Regions from separate parts of the Zea mays genome. Here all the other regions are linked to region 1. The links are chromatin contacts, called in public Hi-C maps. All regions are on one chromosome and are shown on one strand. Each heading gives the region's core, a stretch centred on a gene start, on an enhancer-like site or on the middle of the called end of the contact. The rest is flanking DNA. Distances are from core to core; before and after follow the strand shown. Region 1 holds the start of LOC100193691 (DUF1692 domain, endoplasmic reticulum vescicle transporter protein). Region 2 holds the start of LOC100276718 (EPIDERMAL PATTERNING FACTOR-like protein 6). Region 3 holds the start of LOC103635797 (probable WRKY transcription factor 38).

The links. Hi-C and Micro-C count contacts between places; a contact is called where the count stands out from the background.
Region 2: a contact with region 1 is called in a Hi-C map of ear, with 3 times the contacts expected there. The contact joins the promoter of LOC100276718 here to the promoter of LOC100193691 in region 1. A contact is called at or near these places in 2 of 25 Hi-C or Micro-C datasets (ear and tassel).
Region 3: a Hi-C map of tassel shows a contact between it and region 1, with 3 times the contacts expected there. The contact joins the promoter of LOC103635797 here to the promoter of LOC100193691 in region 1. A contact is called at or near these places in 2 of 25 Hi-C or Micro-C datasets (ear and tassel).

The regions. Positions count from the first base shown.
Region 1 is chr8:122,496,356-122,501,140 of Zm-B73-REFERENCE-NAM-5.0, reverse strand. It overlaps LOC100193691 (DUF1692 domain, endoplasmic reticulum vescicle transporter protein), which reads right to left and starts at 2,743. Exons shown (of 13, transcript NM_001138783.1): 1 at 2,356-2,743; 2 at 763-836; 3 at 545-628; 4 at 382-462. The coding sequence starts at 2,497.
Region 2 is chr8:121,582,668-121,587,452 of Zm-B73-REFERENCE-NAM-5.0, reverse strand. LOC100276718 (EPIDERMAL PATTERNING FACTOR-like protein 6) reads left to right here and starts at 2,786. Exons shown (of 3, transcript NM_001150440.1): 1 at 2,786-3,188; 2 at 3,310-3,371; 3 at 3,577-4,129. The coding sequence starts at 3,029. The coding sequence ends at 3,807.
Region 3 is chr8:121,775,922-121,780,706 of Zm-B73-REFERENCE-NAM-5.0, reverse strand. LOC103635797 (probable WRKY transcription factor 38) reads left to right here and starts at 2,160. Exons shown (of 3, transcript XM_008658176.4): 1 at 2,160-2,761; 2 at 2,849-2,959; 3 at 3,094-3,750. The coding sequence starts at 2,439. The coding sequence ends at 3,613. LOC541665 (ubiquitin conjugating enzyme) reads left to right here. Exons shown (of 5, transcript NM_001111418.1): 5 at 1-243.

The DNA of each region.
Region 1 (4,785 bases), core at 1,494-3,993:
TCTCCGTGAGTTCTATAAGCTCTTTAAGGAGCAACAATTCAGCAATGAACTAGACGAAAATACATGGGCTAAGGACAGAAGAAATTAATAAATTGACTGGTAAGCTTATAATACTGTGTGGTTAAAAAGACAAATCGCTTATATCAGTTTCTTCTGCCTAGTCTTCTATTTTTTTTTAATGAACCACAGACGGCTCTCAATTTCAACCTTCTGTTTGAAAAATATAAACTGTGCTATTGCCCTAGAAATGTGGACAGGTGTATCATCTGTTGGTTGGTTCAACTTTTGAAAGAAGAGTGGAAATTCTACCCACACTTCACCCACCATAATTGCTACAACTGTCATAAAAACATGATCAAGTCTGCATCAGAGGCCACTAACCTTTGCTCCGCCAATGCCTTCTTTTCTTGCTTCAATAACATTACCATGTGAATTTAATCTTCTTTTCTCGATGTCATGCCTCTACAGGGAAAAGGAAACAATGGAATCATTATATGAAAGATAAAAAACTAAATTAACAAAGTAAAATAACTTCAGAACGTACAATGTCATGATGCTGCTCTCCACTAATATCCGTTGTATCAACGCTGAGGAGTGTGCAAGGAATGCTCGGAAAAGTAATATCAAACTGCAAATTGGAGTTACCATTACAAAAGACACTTGTTAGGCACTACCGCATGAAGATGTATGTGTCTGTCTCTTTAAACAAGAATAGAAGTAAATAATCTACAGACAGTTAAACTGATAAAAAAAAGTACTAACATTTACTCGTAGCCTTTCCCCTCTTGATGTGTCCACGACTAACTTAGTCTCTGTTGACGAATAAAAATATGACCCTAAACACATTATGTACACAGAAAAACCATTAGGTGACGCTTCATTCCACTTATTTAAGCACAATATGTAACATAACAGCATTTCCTTGACAATAACGGCATGTTGGTACGAGGAACAACATCAGTAGATCATAGATTTTAGAGGTAGAAACAAGATGAGGTTAAGTTTTTCAAAGAGCAATAAAGAACTGCAAAAAAAGAGATGACAAATGCCATGAATTTCATAACGGGACGCTAAAAGACAGGACATTAGAATTTGCCAATGACAGAAAACTACAAGGCATAATACTATCCAAACTACATACCTTATTTAGTCCAATTTTTTTGGACAAACACTTGCAAAAGTAAGGTGTATTTATTCTGGGATAATGGACATATTCCTCATTTCTATAGCCATTTTAGCCTAAACTTTGCAGCTTTGCCACAAATTCAGAACAAATGTTAGGTGGATACACATGAGCTTGCCACAGGAAATATGAATTGTGTGCCACAAGCGACGGCTATAAATTATCCAGTACTCTGAAGGAAACACTTGACAAAAAGAATTTTTACCCAAAATGTAACTCAGGTACTAGCACAGCAGGTTCCAGAAAAGGTGATATAAGTTCGTGTCAGTCCAAATTTCCTGACTAAAAGTAGAAGCTTTCCCTCAAGTAGAGTTTACTCAATACTGACACACAATTAATAAGGAGGTGTTTGAATGCACTAGAGCTAATAGTTAGTTAGCTAAAAAATTGCTAGTTGAATTAGCTAGCTAACAAATAGCTAGCTAACTATTAACTAATTTACTAAAAAATAGCTAATAGCTGAACTATTAGCTAGTGTTTATGTTTCTACCTAATTTTAGCCGCTAACTATTCACTCTAGTGCATTCAAACATCCCCTAAGAGCAAAGTAGAGCTAATCCTCAGTATGTAATTGTTTGCACACGTGATTGTAACATGAAAAGAAATATAAAACTCAAACAGATCAAAAGGAGACGTCAGTACTTAAATCCAGGTGTCTACCGGATAAAGAGTATTGTCCCCACCAAATTGGGACAACTGAAGGAACCGAAAGCAACTGAAAATCCAGCCTTTTTTTGAAATATTCCAGCATCTGGGAGTCTCACTCCCAAATAGAGCGTATAAATAGCCGTCCACGTTATGCATTATTAGGATTCGCGTCCATGCTCAACACTAATTTCGGCATAACATAACAAAACACAGATCCCTTCCCTCCATACACCGTCAACAGCACCAGAGCTTAAGCCCAGAAGTCTGCTGCATTAATCTAGACGGTACCATGCAAACGCACAGTAGCTTATCGAAATTTATCTCTTTTTTTCTCTCCACATAATCACAGCATGCAGCAACAATGAGTCCCCAAGAGGAGCTCAGAAAATTCAGTCTTTTCTTTGCTTCTTTTTTGAAGAGCTTACATCTCGAATTCTACAACCATGCCGGGCCAACAAGGCCGCAAAGTAGGAAAAGGAAAAAAATCAAATCAGACAACTGCCGGCCGCCGGAGAGTCACTTACTGGTCTCGGAGATGAAGAGGAGCAGCATAACGACGGCGGCGACGAGCGTGACGATGCCTCCGGAGAGCGTCCGCTTGTAGAAATCTTCGTTCACCTTGGGGTACGCGTCCAGCCGCTTGAGCCTGTGCAGGAACGCGTCCATCTCTCCTCGTACTACTCGGCCGCCGGCGCCCGACGGCAGTACCCACGCTGGCGATTGGCGAACCCTAGCCCGCCCCTCTGATCCGAGCTCCCGAGAGCACTAGCACGCGGAAACCGCGGCGATGCGGCGCGACGTGAGGTGGGGTGGCGTATAGGCTTTGACCGCCGCGATTCCGCGAGACGCCGGCGGGATCGGGGTCCGGTCAGGGTATGGAGGCAGGGAGGCGGAGATTGATTAGACGAGGACGCGGTCGTCATATAGCGTGGACGCGGTAATGGTTGGATTTATTAGGTCAAATTCCACGCACGCGCGCCACGCGGCGCGACGTGGTTGGCCAGTTGCAGCGGGAATGCGTTGGAGCCCGCCTACGTGGCAGGTCCGGTTCGTTGGGAGGCAGGTTTATGGAGGGACCAACCTAACAGAGTAACAGCTCCGCTAGTGCACGGGATTCCTGTTTGTCGATGACGTTTTCTCAGTCGTGCGCGGATCTTACTAAAACATGAGTTATATAACAAATATAATATTTTAATATAAATAGGTGTATAATTTAGTGCTAATCTTTAATCATGTTATTAAAAATATTATATCGTATAAGAATAAAATTTTGTGTAGTTTTTTATCATTTTCTCCCTACAGAAAAAAAAAACTGAAAATGCATATAATTTTGTGTAGTTTTTTGCATCATTTTCTCCCTAACGCGGCGGCTTGAAAACAAGCGGAGTTTCAAGAATAGAATAATGTCAGGATGCCGGTGTCGGTAAAGCAAATGGAAGAGAGCGCGGGAATGAAGGATGAGGGAACCGATTAGGGATGGCAACGGGTACATACCTGTCGGGTAGTACTATTCCATACTCGTACCTATAAAAAAAATTCTACCCGTCGAGTTACCCATATATATTCGTGGGTATAAAATCTTACCCATACTCGTACCCGCGCGGGTATTTTTACCCGTCGGGTAACCCGTACCCGCTAGGAAAGAATTAAATTCCAATATACCAATCACTCAAAATATTAAAGAAACATATAAAAACAACTTCAATTTCACATATAACAAATTATATGATTACATAACTTAGTATCTAGACAAATGATAATTAGAGAAGAGTTTTATTCTAGCTAAGTTAGACTCTATTAGATGTTTATAGTGCTATTGATGCGGGTATATTTTACCCACGGGGTAGACGGGTATGGGTAGTACCAACCCATACACGTACCCGTCTACCCAACGGGTAGAGGTTTTTACCCATTAACATACCCACGGGTAGAGAAGTCATTCCGTACCCGCTTTCATATCGGGTAAAACTCGTCGGGTATTCGGGTTTTGGGTACCCATTGCCATCTCTAGAACCGACATTCAAGAGGCGGGCGTCGCAAAAGGAGGCCAAATTCGTGTGTGTCAAGAGCAGAGCGGGGTTTGTTTGGTTAGAGCATCTCTAACAACGTGACCTATAAAAATGCCCTATAATTTGAAAATAAGTATATTTTATAGAATTTAGGGCACCAACAAAACACCTCGCTCCAACAGTAAAGCCCCAAATCTAGATTATAGGGCAGCCCACTACGGTGTAGTATATTTGAGTCACTTGAGAGGATGACCTATAGTTTTTTGACAAAAATTTATGAAATAAGACACTGTTGGAGTAGTTTTTCCTATGTAGAGCATCATATTTCAATTTAAGGCACTAGTTTGAGACATTGTTGGAGATGCTCTTAAAAGTTGATTAAGAGGGATTGGGGTAGATTAAATCTCCTCCTCCCCTCAATTTATATTTAATTGAACAAGCTCTAATTAGGTTATGGGCGTTGACGATGGGAGTGCAACAGCTACGATGACGGATCTCATGGCTGGGACGCGTGCGTGCGGCCAGGCAATGGAACCACTAGACCAATGATGCCAGCTGCCAGGTGATTGTGAATTGTGGAGAGGTAGGTTTGCAGTTGCAGTGGAGTAGGCTAGGAAGGGAAGGAGCCCCAGTGAGGAAAAAAATTTGGTGTAGCACTGCTACAAACTAGAGTGGTTTGTAGCCCTTCACAAAAAGGAGGATAGACTCCACCTGCAGGTCCAGCAGATAACGTTTTAGTTGTATTATTGTTGCTGCGGGTGGGATCTATCCTTATTTTTGTGAGGGGCTACAAACACTCTAGTTAGCAGCAGTGCTGCACCAAATTTTTTTCCCTAGTGAAGCCCAGGATCGCGGTACTATGCCGTGTGAGTTGTGATGGGGCTGAAGGTTGCTTCGAGTTGGACTGTTGGACTCGTACGGAGCATGCGCTGCTCGTCGTGGAGC
Region 2 (4,785 bases), core at 1,537-4,036, 910 kb after region 1:
GTCCCAATATATATGCAAAATTTTGGCATACCAGAATTGTTAATTAATGTTTGCATTTACTAATTAAATGTTAAATGAAATGATGTATGCATTTTTCAAATAAATGATAAATTATTTGATTTTTTCTATATTATGCGTAATGTATTACAAATAATTAAATATATTTTTTTGGTAAAAAGTACGAGCTGTTTAAGCCTAACGTAAAACAGAAAAGAATATAAATAAAAACTGAAGTTAGTTATGTTAGTTATAGGGAAATGTATATTTAATGAGTAGAGGGATATGTAGGGTAAAATTTAGGGGGAACGGTTGCGGGACGAGTGAATATGAGGGAGGGAATCTTGCTGACGTGGCTGCATAGTAAGATTTAGGGGGGAAAATTTAGGGGGAACGCCTGCGGACAGCCTTAATCTGGCGGAGTACCGGCCTCTCCCCTTGCACTGTTGCCGGTAGAGGCTCATATAGCGTCATGCGTTGAACACCGAGGGGGATGCATGTAGCTGTCACAGGTAGTGGAGGGGGAGGCTGGCGGGATGCGTTGAACACGGTCTTAGGCTATCCGCAACCGTTACCCCTAAAATTTTCCCCCTATATCACTTTTCCCCCTATTTCCCCCTATTTTTTCATCTCCCGCAGCGGTTCCCCCTAAATACTTCCCTTATACCCCACTACCACTATAAAATATCATTTTCTATACCAACTATCATTTTTTTATCTACTAACAATTACTCGTGGACCCAAAGTATAGTGTTTAGGGTGATGAACAGTGACACGCTAGATCTAGGGGGAGAGAGAAGAGGACCGACGCGTAGAGGGCGCTGTAGGGGGCACCGCTGTGGCCGTAGGGTGCCTTTTACAGCCGACATGCAAGGGGAGGGGAGCGGTAGCGTCGAGCGCTGCAGATAGCCTAAGGGTTTAGACGCGGCGAGGACGACAACGACTACGAGTCGATCTGTCGATGCCAGCCCCTATAAAGCATACTTGCGTGCATCAGCGTATAGCGCGCAGACTGCATACATCATACGTACGTACGTGTACAGGCCGCAGTGCATGGCCGGTGAAGGGACAGGACGATGGGGACGACGGCACGCATCCGGGGGAGGCCCTGCTGTGCTGGCTGGTCCTCTTCATTCAGTTGGAGCTAGCGGCTAGCGGGTCGATCAGCTAGCTAGCCCATGGAGTTTGCGTTGCGTGCGTGCATGGCCGTTGATCGTATTCGGCTGCCACGCAACCCATCCATGCACGGCTATCTAGTCATTAGTAGTCAGAGTCAGGTAGATTAGCAGATGCATGTTCGGCTCGAAAACTTTGATCGATCCATGAGCACTCGACGAAGCTATTGATTCCGGTAGTGATTAGCCGATGATCTCGTACATGATGCGATGGGCATCGGCATCCTTCGACTGCATGCGTGCCAAGTGTCTGCTTGTTGGGGCATCTCGCTGAATCTTTCCCTTCATTCATCCATCCCAGATGGAGAAGAAAAAATTAAACGCATTCATCCGTACGAACTGTACCATACTACCATATCGGTGCGGCCCGCCAGTTATATAGTGTCTTACTGCCGTCAAAGTTTTTCTTTTTTTTTTAGAATTGGCAGGAGAGAATCAAAACTTTTCCTTTTCCTCACCATTTACCGCTAGCTGCTTAGCTTAGCGACCACACGTGCAGGGTGAAAACGGGACGGGAATTCGTCCCGTTTCGAATACTGTTTTTCCATGATCGTTTTTGAATTGTTCGGGAACTGATTAGAAACGGTACGAAAACGATTTAGCTAGTTTTTCGATCGTTTTCGTATTTTTCGTTTCCGAGTCGTGCTAATACCGTTTTATATAATATGAGATAGATCTAGCATATAATTTATTTAAGTTATAAACTTTTGTTGTGTTCAAGTGAATGAATAAGCGAAAAACAAATGTTATAATTACTCCAACTATTATGAATGATGAAAAAGAGTTGTTTGTGTATTTCTAAATCTTAAAATTTAGACAATACATCACTTTATTATGTTTTTGTTAAAACTACAAAATAATTATCTTTCCGACTATAGTTTATCGTTTTCGAATAACCAACAATTCTGATCCCGTATTTCGACCGTTGGTTTTCGTTTTCGTTTTCGTCCCGACCAAAAAATATGAAAACAAAAACAATTTAGTTGTTTTTTCGATCGTTTTCATCCCTACACACGTGCCCCACGCATCCATTTTTTAGAATATTTTTGTTAGTTAGTATTTTTGTACATGTTTATAGGTCACGATTTTATATCTATTTTTGGACTAAATTGTTGCTAAAAATCAACAACTAAATATCTAACAGTAACATCTGCACAATAAACAGGGCCCTGCGTGACGACGAGAACCCGGCCATGAGCCCATGAGCGCCGCGACGAGAGCTAGCTCGACTAGACCAGCATTAGCATGGCCTGCAGGAAAGTGACAGAGGACCTACTGCAGTCTGCAGCATCCATTATTGCTGGCTCTCCATGCATGCACACCCTGTGTGAACTGTGAGATGTGTTTGGCATATAATCCCAGACGGTCGCAGGTATTACAGGTGAAATGTGAGCAAGTGCGGTATTACTGTTAGTGTTACAGGTGTAATAATACGGGTACGGGTACGGGCAGTGCGCCCACGTTCTGCGGAGCGCACGCAAAGCTGGCCGTGATATTAGGTCTCCGGGCTCCGGCTGAATTAATGAGCCGGAGCCGTTTCAGGCTACCAAACACCCGTGCTGGCTGCACGCTGCTCTGCTATTATATCTCAGTTGCGTTGCGCCGGGGGAGCTGGAGTGCGAGCGAGGCCGATGTGACGCGGCTACAGTGCGTGCGGGGGAGACGACGACACCGGCCAAGGCAAGCAGAAGCGAGCCCTGATCCAAGCTAGCCAAAGCGAGCTAATTAAGCTACCTCCGAGGTCGTCCTGTGGTGGACGCCCTCAGCAGCTAGAGCCGTCTCCTTCCGCCCGGCGGCACGGTCGTCGGCCGCTATACGGACAGTGGGTAGTGAGTGGTTCATCGATCGGGTTGCTCATGGGGAGGCCGAGGTGGTGGGCCAAGCGGTGGAAGAGGAGCTCCGGGTCCGCGCGGACGCTCGGCGTCGCGGCGGTGGTCGCGCTCGTCGTCCCCCTCTGCTTCGTCGCCAGCAGCAGCCGTCTCCCGGGGACACTGGGTGGCGGCGCCCTCGCTTCAGGTAGTGTAGTAAGCTGAGCTAGCTGCGTTGTTCAGTCTCCTGCTGGCGCGTAAAATAAACATAGCGCAACGTTGTACTGCTACTCTACTCTGGTGGTGATCACTTTCAGTTCCATACACAGGGACCATGGCAGCGGCAGCAGGAGCCCATCATCCCGGCGATCAGGCGGCGGCGACTCATGGGGTGCGTTCATTCCTCGTCTAGCTCGTTTCATATATATATATTCGCTAACGAAAACACATTCTAGTGTCTGCGCTCGGCTTCGGTGACCACCTCTTGCTTGCGGTTGACGCCAGGGCTTCGCTGCTCGCCGAATTAATCCACCCTCCCCCCGCCCCCGCCTCCTCAGACTTGGCTCGGTCACTGATGATGGATATGGATTTGGCAGTTGCAGGAGCTGTTCTACATCGCACGACGACGACGCCGGCGGCTCGCGGGAGGCGGCTTGGGGTCGCACCCGCCACGGTGCGCCTCCAAATGCGGACGCTGCGACCCTTGCTACCCGGTGTCCGTGCCCCTGCCCGTGCCGCGGGGGGTTCTGGACTTGGTCACCCCGGAGTCGGAGTACTACCCGGAGGCGTGGCGGTGCAGGTGCCGGGACCAGCTCTACATGCCGTGACGGAGGCCGGCCGGAGATCGATCCAAGTAGGTGTGGAGATCGTTGGCCGGGACCAGCTCCACATGCGCTAGAGCTTGGAGATGATAGCGCGACGACGCTCGATGGAGATGGCAGCACGACAACGCGCACTAGAAATGGGGGCGCGATGGGGCTCGCTAGAGGCAGCGCTAGGCGACTACGGCCGCACGGGGCCTTAGTCGTAGGGTTACGGTTGAATAGGATAGTGTACATCTAGATCGCAATAGGAAAGGGGAACAGGTGTCTACGTGGCAGTGTGAGTAGCCCACGTGTCATATATAAAGATGGCAACAGAGACTCGTTACCTATTATCCCGCAGGTAATTACTCCATTAGGGGACATGTTTGATCACAATTATATACCTGCGAGTCTTTTAATGGGAGAAAAAGAGGACTCAACGGGTAGAACGGGTACGTGTACGTACTCGTTAAACTCGTACATGTGTACCTATGGGTATACAAAAACCTGGAATATAGTCAACAATTCTCTAAATTTTTAGCCTAGCTCAATGATTTGTCTTGGGCTTATGGCTCCTGGTTACAACTGCACACTACATAGGTCTTGGGACACATGGCAGCAGTAGGCAGACAACCAGCCAAAACGGTAAAGCAAATCCAAGGCTCCAAACTTCTGCGATACGACTATTCGTTAGTCCACAGTCCAAGTGACCAAATCGTGCGTAGGCACATGGCACGCCCACACCTGGAAGATGGAAGACGGAAGGCTGGACGTTACCGCTTGGCGCTCACCATTTTCCCTAAACTAAGTGTGGAATTAACCATGCATGCGTAAGGGTTTTGGAGCGGGGAGTTTTTAGTCTAACGAAGTCGGGTCTCAGACAGCAAAACTCGATGGATCTTCACCCGTTGCCATCTCTAGTCACATACCCAATGAGTAACCAGCATGGATGGTGTATATCCATACTCGTGAAAAACTTATATGTGGATACCACATTATACC
Region 3 (4,785 bases), core at 911-3,410, 720 kb after region 1:
CTCAAGAAAGTCGTTCCTGGGCGCCATTGTTCCCTTGGATTTGTTGTTGGTCGTCGTGTGTATCCCTGATCCATCTAGGATCATCGTATTGTATTGTAGTGTATGTATATCGTCGGCCTACCATCGTTGCCATTCACCATAGTGAGGTGGTTGGACATGCTTCGCCTATATGCACCTGTGCTTGCCGTCCTTCGGGTCGGTGCTCTTTGGTTAATGTTCATCGAAGACGTTGATTTCGTTGCCCCTGGCTCTTTCATGCCCATGTGAATCATTTTGCCATACGTGTTCTTATAGGTTTCGGGCTTGTGTAATTGTAGAGCACTAGAGCGCTTGCGAGTAATCTGGGTTTATTATGGCCGCCGGTTGCCATCGCTCTGTGGGCTGTGGCGGCTGGACAACTACTCCGTTGTCTGGCTCTGCTGCTAGTTTGACAACGTTTTATCTGACCTGGAGGAAACATAAAAGGCTGAAAAACTAGGGGGTGCATATGCCATAAAATTATTCACTCTTCCGATTTTGAACGGAAACGGAAAGAAGGATGGTAATGGATCACGATCTGAATGTTTCTTTATAGTTTATTTAAGCCTTTAATTAATTTTAGTTAACAATGGATAGAAGTAGAGCCGAATCTTGATGTTATCTGATCCTTAACTTTTTATAGCGTAAAATTTAGAGCCCATTACCCTGTTTGATTCACATGCTAATCAAATTTTATAGCGTAAAATTTAGAGCCCATTACCCTGTTTGATTCACATGCTAATCAAATTTTACGAAGTAACTAGGAAACTAAAACTGGTAGAGATACATTCAAATCTATATCTATATGTATCCTAATCTATTAAAAACCCAATATGGGCACCTAGTGATACCACGGTTTCAGCCTCTGTGCTACCACACCATGCAAAAATAGTGCAAAACGAGCACTCGAATCCACACCCAATATGGGCACCGGTGATACCACAGCTTCACCCTCCGTGCTATCACACCGTGCAAAAAATAGTGCAAAGCGAGCACTCAAACCCACACCCACTTGCTCCAAACATTTAAGGTAACCATCAGACCACACATACCTTAGTGTTTATAAATAAACAATAATTAAATTTGAATAAATATCTCAATACCTATTTATATATACTGCTCTATTAATAACATAATATGAGCACTTGGTGCTACCATAGCTTCACCCTCCACGCTGACACTCTGGGCTCGGCCCACGCGCCCCGTTTAGTTCTTCCGTCTCTCGCCCCACGCTCTCTGACTGGTTCTCCCGCCCCTCTCTCAGGTACTATCATGTGGATCCCAGCGCCCACACAACCAGCTACTGCGCCTGCTCAGCACTCGACTCACCGACGCAACTACCACACCACGCAAAAAAAATGCAAGCACTCAAACCCACATCCCTAGGTCTGGAAATTTGGTTCTAACCACTAGACCACACGTACCATAGTGTTTAGAAATAAACAATAATTGTATTTAAATAAATATCTTAATACCTATTTATGTGATATATAAAAATCGTAGCAAAACATGGACAACTGGCTAGGAACTAATAAGGATAGGTTCATATGATACGGGTTCATGTTGGGAACCTGCATGTTTTAGTCTCTCTTGTTCTATATTCTCACGCGTAAGGTCAGTTCAAATCGATCAAACCTAACGCATGTGCACACCAGCTGGAGCCATCGTTCACACCTGCGAGATGGACTGCATATATAATAGTAGTAGTATATTAGTGTTCCGATCGGCTCGCTAGCTCCACGCAAGACCGATTTTTTTTTTTGAAGTCTGAGAGCTAATTTTTAAGTCACCCTACATCTATGAACGAAGGTTCTAGCCAGTCGATCACGGATCGCCATCAGTTGACAATGATGCAAGTGGCAGTTTGTTTGGATGCCTGATCAGCCCCCCTCCGCGCTGCACAGGCCTGCCTAATCATGTCAAACGTTGCTGTTAAGGTCTAATAAGACTGAGTTCTTCAGTATGAATGAATAAGGGAGTGTGAAAAATATTATTATTGTTCTAATATTGTAGATATGATGTATAATTGTATAGAATATAGAGTTTAAGAAAATAGACGGTGGGATTGACGTCAATGATGAGCTCAGGCGACAAACAGCAGCAGCAGTAGTGCAGTGCAGCACAGCACATGAATAGCGAATGTGACACGTGCTCAAATATGTAAGATTCCAGTGCAGTCCAGCAGTCTGCCTCCGCTTGGGCAATGGCAAGCAAGCTCTAGCTCCAAGCTAAAGCTCAGTGGTGGACTGGACTCTGGTGTGCCTCTCTATATAAATCTAGCTCCCGGAGCTCTTTTCCCCAGCACACCACGCCCGAACCGAAACCGGCACAAAGACAAAAAGTGATCGACCGGCGGCCGGCCAGGCTAGGCAAGGGCATCCTCAATAAGCACGGCCAGAAAGTCAGGGGTAGGGAGAAGGATGACGATGGCGATGGCAAGTATGCCGCCGGCTTGTGCGGCAACCGAGCTGGTGGCCAAGGGGAGGGAGTCGGCTGCCGTTCTCAAGGCCATGCTCGGCCAGCTTCCTGCGGCGGCGACGCCCCATGATGGTCTCCGGGATCTGGCCGAGCAGGTCCTCCGCTGCTGCGACCGAGCTCTGGCGGCCTTGCTCAGAGGCGCGGCAACGGAGGAGGCTGCCTGCAGCAGTTCGGCCAGGAAGCGCCGCAAGCAGCCAGCAGAGCGGCAGGGCGGCCTGGCTCCTCCTCCTCCTTCTCCTGCTGCGACGGGATCCAAGAGGATGAGGTAATTACTACTATGCAGCATAGCTCCTTTTGAGCTAGTTACCAGCTTAAGTATACAACGTATAATCATCTACTACTGAATCTGCAGGATGAGCCGTGGAGAGCGGGGGACACGAGCGGAGAAGAAAGAAACAATGGAGGACGGCTTCATCTGGAGGAAGTACGGCCAGAAGGACATCCACGGCAGCAACTACCCCAGGTCTGTCTGTCTGAACTCTGAACCAACATCCGAATCAACCAAGACGGCTCGCATTATATTCATGGATCGTCGTTCGTCGATCAGTCTACTCTCTACTGCTGGATCACAATTCACAAACGTGACCAACCATCCAGGCTCTACTTCCGCTGCACCTACAAGGACGACCGCGGCTGCGAGGCCCGGAGGCAGGTGCAGCGGTCGGACACCGACCCCTGCGCGGCCTACCTCATCACCTACTTCGGCGAGCACACCTGCTGCTGCCGCGACGACGCCGTCGAGGCGCCAGCGCCATTCGTCATCGACTTCGGCTTGAGCGCCGCTGCCTGTGACGACGGCCTGCAGCTGCCGCAATACGGTTCGCCTTGGCCGTCTTGCGACGACGACGGCCCGGGCCCGGTGGAATTGCAAACGCCGCCGCCGCGCACATCAGCTGATCTGTGCAGTTCACCGCCGGAGGAGGAGTTGCGGGCTGGCGCGTGCGACGTGGCTGAGTTCGTCGCCGAGCAGTCAACGACGGTGACAGCAGAGCTCATGGGTAGGATGACCTCGCCGGAGTGGGACGGGTGCTTGGACTGGGAGTTGGGCGAAGGCGACAGCTCACTCGACGTTGACGGTTTCGACAGATACTACTTCGATTACAGTGATCTGCTTTAGAGCCTGTACAATCTATTAATCTAATTAAATAAGGAGTTTTTTTGAGCGGTCTCTAGAAGAGACAGATTCTTCGTCAAGAGTTCGAGAGTTCGTCTCTACTCAATTTCTATATATATATATATTATATTTTGACTGTATTTATTGTTTAGACGTTCACTTTGGATTATACACGCCCTTAGTTAACTTTAAGGATGCGTTTGATTGCAATGATAGGACGGGCTTGGTACGACCCCTTAAATAAGGTTGTTTGGTTCAGTGTCAAGGGTTGGAACAAAACTATCCTAGTGTTATCCACAGTTATCTCTCAAAATTGGAGACACCAGAGAGGACGCCAGAGATTTCCTTGTCCTGGCTGTCCAGCAACTAGGGATGATAATGAATCATGACCCTAATACTTCCTTCACAAACCAACAAGGCTCTTAATTTTGTTAGTTCAAAATTGTATTGTTTTATGATCCGGCTCTAACTTGACCCGATCCTTAAATTTGCTATGTTAAATTAAATGGCCCGTTACCACCCCTATCCGCAACCAAACGCACCCTAAGTGTACAATGTGTGTTAGTACGGAGTAATTATGTTTGTAGGTGAGTTTTTTTCGGTCCTCAACTCATCATGATTCTTAAAAATATTGAAGAAGCAAACTTATTAGGCAGCTTATTATGTGCACATGGAGGTACGTATACACATATGCGATCCTAGCCCTTTAACTTCAATCCATCCGGTGTCGCAACTTTTACAATTTAGGTTCTGTTTAGTACCACAATATTTTTTTCATCCCAAGACAATATTGTGGTATTTAAGCATATTATAGTATTTTAGATAAAAATATGTTTAGAAAAATATCTAAAAACTTTCTATTTTAAACCATGGTTTTACAAATACCATGATGTTTTTGGGTAAAAAAAACTTTGGTTTGCACGCAACTGTAATCTTCTATTCTCTTACACTACAACTGAATATTAACATGTGTTGAATTGGACTAGTGTAAAATATACCATAGTTATGTCATACTCCCTATGTGTCAGAAAGGAATTCGTTTGACTTTTTTGACACCAAGTTTGAACAGCTTGTTTTATTTAAAATATTTGTGAAAACATAGAAAAAAATCGGTTGATAGTTAAAGTAAATTGTATGATAAACTAAATTAAAATAAAAATAAATAATAATAATTT